2 separate regions of the Sus scrofa genome follow, and region 1 is linked to region 2. A link is a contact called in public Hi-C data. All regions are on one chromosome and are shown on one strand. Each heading gives the region's core, a stretch centred on a gene start, on an enhancer-like site or on the middle of the called end of the contact. The rest is flanking DNA. Distances are from core to core; before and after follow the strand shown.

The links. Hi-C and Micro-C count contacts between places; a contact is called where the count stands out from the background.
Region 1: a Hi-C map of fetal skeletal muscle shows a contact between it and region 2, with 1.7 times the contacts expected there. The contact joins two enhancer-like sites. A contact is called at or near these places in 5 of 47 Hi-C or Micro-C datasets (embryonic fibroblasts, fetal heart ventricle, fetal skeletal muscle and 1 more).

Annotation. Positions count from the first base shown.
Region 1 is chr7:18,201,850-18,206,013 of Sscrofa11.1, forward strand. The region is part of intron 4 of LOC106504342 (a long non-coding RNA gene); the gene reads left to right. Among named protein-coding and RNA genes, the nearest start is that of HDGFL1, 510 kb to the left of the region's middle. Within about 2 kb of position 2,187, at least 6 of the 83 cell types and tissues checked have an H3K27ac peak or open chromatin away from gene starts, as enhancers often do. A contact at or near this core is called in fetal skeletal muscle, where this site is marked.
Region 2 is chr7:17,869,245-17,873,695 of Sscrofa11.1, forward strand. The region is part of intron 2 of LOC106504342 (a long non-coding RNA gene); the gene reads left to right. Among named protein-coding and RNA genes, the nearest start is that of HDGFL1, 180 kb to the left of the region's middle. Within about 2 kb of position 1,682, at least 2 of the 83 cell types and tissues checked have an H3K27ac peak or open chromatin away from gene starts, as enhancers often do. A contact at or near this core is called in fetal skeletal muscle, where this site is marked.

The DNA.
Region 1 (4,164 bases), core at 937-3,436, 330 kb after region 2:
ATTTTAGGCTTTGCATTTACAAATTTTAGGATTTGTGACGATCTTGGAACAGGTATCTCTTCCATGCCAAGAGAGGAAGAGAGGCAGCTCAGATCATTATGAGGAATAGAGGTGTTGTTGAGAAAGAAGTTTTCTCACAAACCCACTTTGCTATCTTCTATTTTGACAATCTTAGAGTGACAGATTTTTTTTTTTCACATCTAAATTATTGGAACTCTGGCAGATACTGCCATTAGAACGAATGGTTTGATTTAAATCTGTAAAATATGGCTATAGCTTTGCATTAGATGTGGCAATTAAAAGACATCTGGGTGATGGAATGAAATATTCACAACGATCTTCACAATAGCTGAGGTCATGCATGAAGCTTGATTTCTCATGTCGTGTAATCTTACAAAAGTACTATACAAAACAAAACAATGTGGCAGTTGTTACTATTAGATAATTATGAGACTTTGGACCTTTTTGCCAAAAGTCATAATTAAAACACACCACTTCTTAGTAGGCAGTGTTAGTTGGGTATTTCTCTAATGTCTGCTTGTTCTCCCTGGAAGGTCATTCTTTTAAATAGTGCATTGATAGTTTCATTCACTGTAGAACATGTATGATGAATTTAGGTCATATTAATTTTAAGAGAAGCACCCTCTCAGGAGCTAATGGATGGGGCTATAGTGGACTACAAAATACAGTCAAGTGCCTTGCACATAAAATTAAACAGGGTTTCTTTTGTGAGGTGCTCACACTTTGAGTTGATGTTTGTTATTGTTTGGGTTTCACAGGAGCCCTGTGTTTCAACATTTCTTTAACTACTCATAGGGCAGAAGAGCTCTGTGTGCTCATAACCCAACCTGCATTATCTTGATTCATAGCAAATTACCATTAAGATTAAAATGCAACTGATTTCCTCTCTGGCTCACTCCTTACAAAGATGCTGGAAGTTCACCTAAACAAAGGATTTGCAAATGTTAAATCTGGAAAGAACTTTAAATTCCCTTTCTCCAGCTCAGATTCTTCATTTACCTGATGAGAAAATGGAGTCCTAGAGAAAGGAGAGGGCTTACGACCCAGCATGTCACTTAATCTACCCTTCCTACCCCTAGTTGCAAAGGGAAGAGAGAAATTCCTTTCCCACCTACTTCTCAGAATCGCTGTAAGGATAAAATTAGATAAAGTACGCAACATTTTTGAGAATAGCAAAGTAAGAGTAAAGTAAAAATAGTAAGAGTGATGATTGTAAAGATATCATTTATTGAATATTTGGTATGAACTGGGCACTGTATTACATATATGATCTCACAAATCATCATAACCCTACCATAGACATGTATTTATTATCCCCAATTAAAAATGAAGGAACTGGGGAGTGCCCATGGTGGCTCAGCAGTAATGAACCCAAGTAATATCCATGAGGATGCAGGTTCAATCCCTGGCCCCGCTCTGTGGGTTGAGGATCCCATGTTGCCACGAGCGGTAGTGTAGATGGCAAACAGCTTGGCTCAGATACCATGTTGCTATGTGGCTGTGGCCTAGACTGGCAGCTGCATCTCCCATTTAATGTCTAGCCTGGGAACTTCCATATGCCCTGGATGTGGCCCGAAAAAAAGTGTGGGGGAGGGGACAGAAACTGAGGCTTGGAGATTTGCCCTAGGTCAGAAGCTACCTAGTAGCAGAACTAAGAGTGAACCTTAGGGAATCCAACATTAAACAAAAGCTCTTTGGCTTTACTTACAGCCCAAGGATTCACACTGGAATCCATACTGGACCATAATTGTCTTATTCTCAGGGTTTTCCCATTGTTATAAATTAGTTTCATAAAGTTCTTTTGGAAGCAGAGAAAATGGAAACTGCCTATCCCTTTCTAGGCTTAATTTGATGTATTATTTACCTTGAACACTGGAGTTTTCATTAAGAATGAAAAATAGACAAGTTTCTGACATTGCTATAGATGTTTTCAGTCCAGTGCTATGGTTTTCTATTTGCTGTATATTTTGCCAATTGAGCCTCTAGGTGTCCAGTGCTATCACTCTAAATAAACCTCTCCTCATTCTGTTCTGCTTCCTTGCTGCAAGAAGCATGAAGCTGTAAACTGCCTATCAGGAATTTAGAGAAGAACCCAATGATCATGGCAATGGAATCTGTATGTGTGCTGGCTGCGCCTGTGCCAGATGATGTTAAAAGGCTGCCACCTTCTGTTTAGCCCAAGTGTTGCTGAGGCAACTTTCCCACAGCTTCCCTAAGAGTCCTCTAAGCTGATTTACACTGATTCCGAATTGCACTTCTGCAATATATAACATGACAAGTTAAACGCAAAGCCTGCCAAAAAATCTTGATAGGCTCAGCTTTCGTGCTACGGCACTTGAAAAGACCATTACGACTGCCATCCCCCTAAAGTGTGCTCAATATTTTTTGACAGTGAATTATCTAAGCAGCAGTTTATCTCAGCATTCATGGAATGGGGGTGGGGGTTTTACCCTTTAAAGATTCAAAAGAAGGAAGATAAAGGGGGTGGGGTAGGGATATTTTCCATTGTTCAAGTGGTAATGGATTACTCCAAGGGTTTCCAGATGTTGCAAGGGCTCTAGTTTTATACTCAGGTGCGTTTTCTGCTGAGACTTACAAGAAATGAAACACATTATGGGCAGGATCCTAGACTGTAAGCAAAGGAATAACACCAGCATCTGAATTTTTCTCTGAGAGGTTATATGAAAGAGATACCTTGTGCCTGACCCCAGTAAGCTGAGCCTCCAGCAGCTGGCTTATCAAGGACAATCACCTCTTGCTTTATCAGCACTAAGCTATTGTTTTCTTCAGGACACGAACCCTACAGCAATCACTGACACCATATAGTGTGTTCCATCTGGAGCTCTGCCAGCCTGAAATCCCGCCCCTAACTTCTCCCCACAAAGTGAGGGTGGGGCTCCATTTTATTTCAGTAACACAGCCCAGCAAAATTAGCTTTGCCCAGGGTCACTTTAATAACTAGCACATGAGCACCTCCATCCATGTGTATACGCTTAGATCTGGGTGAGTTGGGTCTCTTTACATGGTTAAAATACTAGGGATTGTTTACAAAAGCTGGAAAAGTCAGGGATGGAAAATAGTTCTAGAGGCCAGAACTATCCAGTTAAGTGCTTACTGACCAGATTTTTATTGACTAAGAAACATATGCCTAATAAATCTATGACTACACTCACATCTTCTCAGTCTAAAATTATCTATGTATTTATGCATCTTTCTAGTTTTATGTCTCTTGCTACAGGACATAAAAGAAACAAACAGATAATTATATTTCTTCCTGAAACCTTATAGAAAAAAAAAATTGCTCACTCTCCCAATTTCCTTCTAATACAGATATTTTTAATGTCATTATTTCTTTTATCTCACTTATGCATCATTTTTCTAGAAATGCTTCTCTGTATATTAGGCATCTTACATATGCTAGATATTTAACATTAGTAGGAGACAATCTCACTGATCTTGGATTTTGCAGATTCCCAAACTAATTAATAACTTAATTGCAAATATTTTCCAATGTAAATGCAGTAAAACAAGATTTTCATAGGGGGAGGGGAGATCCTATGTTCAAGAACAATGAAGCTAAGTGCAAGGATGCTTTGTAATCCTATAGTCGACATTCATACAGAGACTAATCTCCCTACAGCCTTGATTGAAACCATGTCAGCAGAATCCCTGCTAGAGGGACTTGGATGGTAGAGTCCTTGTACTTTTCAAGAGTTAATGCCCAGGGGTCAGGCACTTCTCCTGGGCCACAACTTAGGAAATCTCAGGTGGACCTAAGGCCACAACAATTCAGGAGAATACTATTTTCCCACCTTCTTTTTTAAATCCATGACTCTTATACCTTTTAGTAAAATATTTGCATCTTCAGTTTCTTCAGGTTGAGCAAATACAAGCACTATTTCCTGGTGCTCTGATTTTATTCAAAGACTTTAACAGTAATCTGTCTTCTCTTGATAATACAGCTTTGATCATTCCCACTCAATTTTACTGACTAGACCAGAAAGAAAATCATACAGTACCTGTGCCCAGAATCACACAGCCTGCAACTCCAGTACCATCTTAGCAATCTTGCCCAGTATCTAAACTATATGCCTGAAAAGAGCTAGGAAGACACATTATTCATCAGATTCCAACACAGGAAGG
Region 2 (4,451 bases), core at 432-2,931:
TCCCTGTCAATTTGAAGTCTTAATCTACGAAGGTGTGTATGTGCAATGCCAAGGGAAAGGGAAAGTGATTTTCACTAGTCTCTCTTATGTAGCTTTCATTTTCATTATATACTGTGGGGGCGTATGGTATGTTCCAATGAAGACACATCTCCATGGCAGTATGCCTGTAAGGATGGCTGCAGGCTGCGTAAGACAGGAGTTGGGAACAGAAGAGGGAGAACCTTTGGAGTGAAATGCAGTGTTGGAACGAGCATCATCATGGGTCACATCTTAACCTCCCTCCCCACCCCACCCATCCCCAACATGACCTAAGTCTTTGAAGAAAGAGGTAAAGTCTTTGAAATATTTAAAAATCAATGATTGAGAGCAAACCACTAGGTAAATGATAGGTAATATAGTGCCCTTCTCCCCAAACCCACAAGGCAGTTCCAATTTTGACTCCAGTCCCTATTGGAGTGGTTCTAGAAGGCCATCTGGAAATACTTTCTCATTCCTATTTACTCACTTTCAACAGATAGTGTTGAATATGTCAATATGTGAACTTTTCACATTCACTGAATGTGAATTGTTATGTGAGAAGATAGAAGTTAAAGTAGACAGATAGGGAGTTCCCGTCGTGGCGCAGTGGTTAACGAATCCGACCAGGAACCATGAGGTTGCAGGTTCAGTCCCTGGCCTTGCTCAGTGGGTTAACGATCTGGCATTGCTGTGAGCTGTGGTGTAGGTTGCAGATGTGGCTCGGATCCTGCATTTCTGTGGCTCTGGCGTAGGCCTGTGGGCCTGTGGCTACAGCTCCGATTGGACTCCTAGCCTGGGAACTTCCATATGCCTCGGGAGTGGCCCAAGAAATAGCAGCCTTAGAAAAGACAAAAGCCTTAGAAAAGACAAAAAAAAAAAAAAAAAAAAGTAAAGTAGAAAGACAAGCAGTGATCAGATAATGAAAAGCTTGCTTTTTTTTCCCCCTAAAGTCTTGGTATTTATCTTGGAAGACCTTAAAAAAAAAAAAAAAAAGAAAAGCAAACAAAAACAAAACACAAAGAGAAATCTTTGAAGGGCTTTAAAAAGGGAAAATAAATAATTGCATTTAAGTGCAATAAATAGACAACATTCGCTTTTCTTTTGCTTTACGTGATTGGTTTAAGGCCATGTTTCCCAAATTTATCTGACCCTTAGAATCATCTGAGACCTTTTGAAAATTCCAAAGCCCAGGCCACATCCCAAACCAACTAAATCACAATCTCTAGGAGTACATGTTGGGAAACATAGAAGTAAAGGGTAGGGGTAAATATTATTTATAGCAGATTAATTTACTTGAAATGGCTTGGGCCATTTTATTTATTATTTTACATGTTTTTCATGACTTTTTACTTCCTCATATTTAAGTCATGGAGAATGGCATGATGAAACAGTGCCAGGACCTCTCACCAAAATAGAAATCTATTCAGCGGTGTAATTGCAAAGGCACTTTGCATCTTGCTAGTAGAAATAGGAGCTTGGGTTGAGGCAGGAAAGATGATTTTCCAGACACTATCTTTGAGTCCGTAAATTTCCCTTTATTTCTCCCACAGACTCATGCCCCCATAGTAATATTTTCAATATAACACCACATACTTACACATTATTTGTGCTTAGAGAGTACATAGTATTTATTTTTTACCATGTTGTAGTGATACGTCTGAGCAGGCATGACCACACAAGTCAGTTATAGGTACACTCTGTCCTTGATGTTCAATTCAGGTAGGGACCACTTAACACACAAAAGGGCTTTCCCATTATATCCTGGATCATACCTTTTTCTCCTACTCTGGATACAAAGCAGAGCTTTTTCTCTTGATCTTCCTTACTTGTTGAGGCGGAAGATTTTTTTTTTTTTTTAAAGTACAAAATGCTATTTAGTTAAGACACAAACATACCCACATGTACCCCAAATTGTGCCCCGCTTCCAGATTTGGTAAATGTAATGCGTGGCTAGAAATCTGAATTTTATGGAATTCCTGCCATGGTGCAGTAGGTTAAGAATCCAAATGCGTGGCTTGAGTGGCTGCTGAGGTGCTGGTTCGATCCCTGGCCTGGTGCAGTGGGTTAAAGGATTCAGCATTTCTGCAGCTGTGACGGAGTTTGCAATGCAGCTCAGACTCAGTCCCTGGCCCAGGAACTTCCATATGCCACAGGTATGGCCGTAAAATTAAAAAAAAAAAAAAAAAAAAGTTTGAATTTTAAACAAGTGCTCTAATACTTCTGATATTATTGGTCTGCTCTCACTCTTAGAAACCCTGATTTTGGCACTTGAGATGCAAAGATAAATAAGGAGGAATAGAACTGCCTAGAAAGTATTTTTGGCCCAAACAGTTTTTTGTGGCTTCTGTATATATCATAGACATTGTTCTGAACTGGAATGATTTTTCTCCTGCCAAAAGGCCTAAGAAAAATGTCCAAGTAGAGCTCTCTTCCATCTTTGAAGTAGGCTTTTCCCTTTTTTCCTAGCTTTTCATGGCATGCTTGCTTTTCTCTCACCATCCATACTGTACTTGTTGGAGTTCTGGATTCTCCTCATTCCTTAGCTTTGCATCCTGCCCTTAATCTAATTTTTATTTCATTTCATTTATGTATTTAATTTAAGTATTACTTTCATGCTCAGCCATTTAGAGGTTCTACCTGGCCAGACCAGCCAATATGGCACTAGTACCAGGTGAGCCTCCCTGGCATCTTGATCTATTTGGTAGTCATTTTGCTGCTCAGGTAGGAGTTCACCATGGAATGAATGTTGAACTAGAAACACTGGGATCCAGTCTTGCTTCAACATTTAGCAACAGAATGATCTTGAACAAATTCCCCTTCTAAAGTGTGTCTTCCTCTTCGGAGAAAGTTGGAGAAACTTCTATCTGTTCTGCCAGCTTAATGAAGTGATCGTGAAAAGAAGTGAAACTGCTGTATGTCAAAATCATTTGTCAATCCTGAAAGCCTCAAAAATGGTGAAAGCTGTGGTTCTGAAAATTTAGCTTTCATCAGACTCCCCTGGAGGGCTATTCAAGCACACCTGGCTGAAACCCACCCCCAGGTTTTGTAATACAGCAGGTTTGGAGTAGGGCCTGGGAATTTGCCTTTCTAGATGGTTCTAAGAGATATTGACATGGATGTTTCTGGCCCCAGGATCACACTTTGAGAACACTGGTCTAAGGCATCACTATAAAATGGTCTAATTTCTCCATTTGCCTATGTTCTCTGTGCTTCCCAGTGGATCTCAACACTCGAGGTTCTATTAGTGAAGTTAAAGTGTTCTAAACGTAATTTGAAAATTGACTGGGAGTGTGGGTCTTCACAAAGCACCTACTATATGGGAATTAGAAGCAGAAAAAAACAATTAAATAAACAAATGTCACATGAGAAACTTCCACAAATCTCTAAGAAATTCTATTTTGAGCTTTGTGCATTCTCCTATAATAAGTCAATTTATTTTTCTGGGTATGGAAGTGGCTAGTATTATCTTTGAACTGAAGCAGGCTATGCCTGATGGGGCAACTGGGTAGGGGTCTCCCTGGGGTCTTCCGGCTGTCTGTATGTTTAATGGTGCAGTCCTGGGTTACTGTAATGAAGAGGAACAGGACACTGTCAGCTTCAAAGTCAATGTGCTGTGCATTACAAATGGGAATGCAGAGAGCACACAAGACAATTTTAGCTGGAAAATTAAAATATGCCACGACATAGCTATAAAACTCTTCGCTGCCAAGCCAATATCATTCTGGCTTATGGCCATTCGACCTCACAAAAGGAGGTTAATTCATGAAATAAACTTGTTGTAAAATGGGCTAAAGGAAATCTGATGGGTTAGCCAAACTTTGAGATGCCAAATGAGATTACATCTACCTGGATAGAGAAGGAGATGGCTGGATGTCAGTGAAACGCAGAAGGCTAGTAGGTCTGTATGGGAATCTGGCTTCTAGAGCATGTCTGTGTGTATAGCATGTGTCTTTGACCAAGCGTCAGAACAATCACGCCTTTGAAGGGATGAGGGGTCAGCCTAATTGGTCTTTCCCAAGCAGTTGCACATACTGTTAAATTAAAAAGGAAAGATGGGTCAGCTTAAAGCAATTCACATGACTCGGATTAGCTGGTCAGGTCCTACAAAGGCTCATGCTAAGGAATCATAGCTCACTGTTCCTTCAGGGTACAAGGATGGATCTGTCCTGCAGTGTGGCTCTTGGTTGCCCTCTGCAGGGATAAACATCAGAAGCCTTGTTTGGGGAAAAGGCTCAAGAGAATTGAAAACCTTAGAAAGTAAATACGCTTGTGGCAGTAAATTTCAAGGCATGCCTGGCTCTTTAAGGGCCCAGCGGTATGGGTGATTTACCAAGGAGGCAATATTTTCAGGAGCCAAGTGTAGTGCTTTAGACATTCAAGGCATTGGCTAACTTGGGAGAATGGAGTAATTTGGGTCTGGGACCAATAGGACA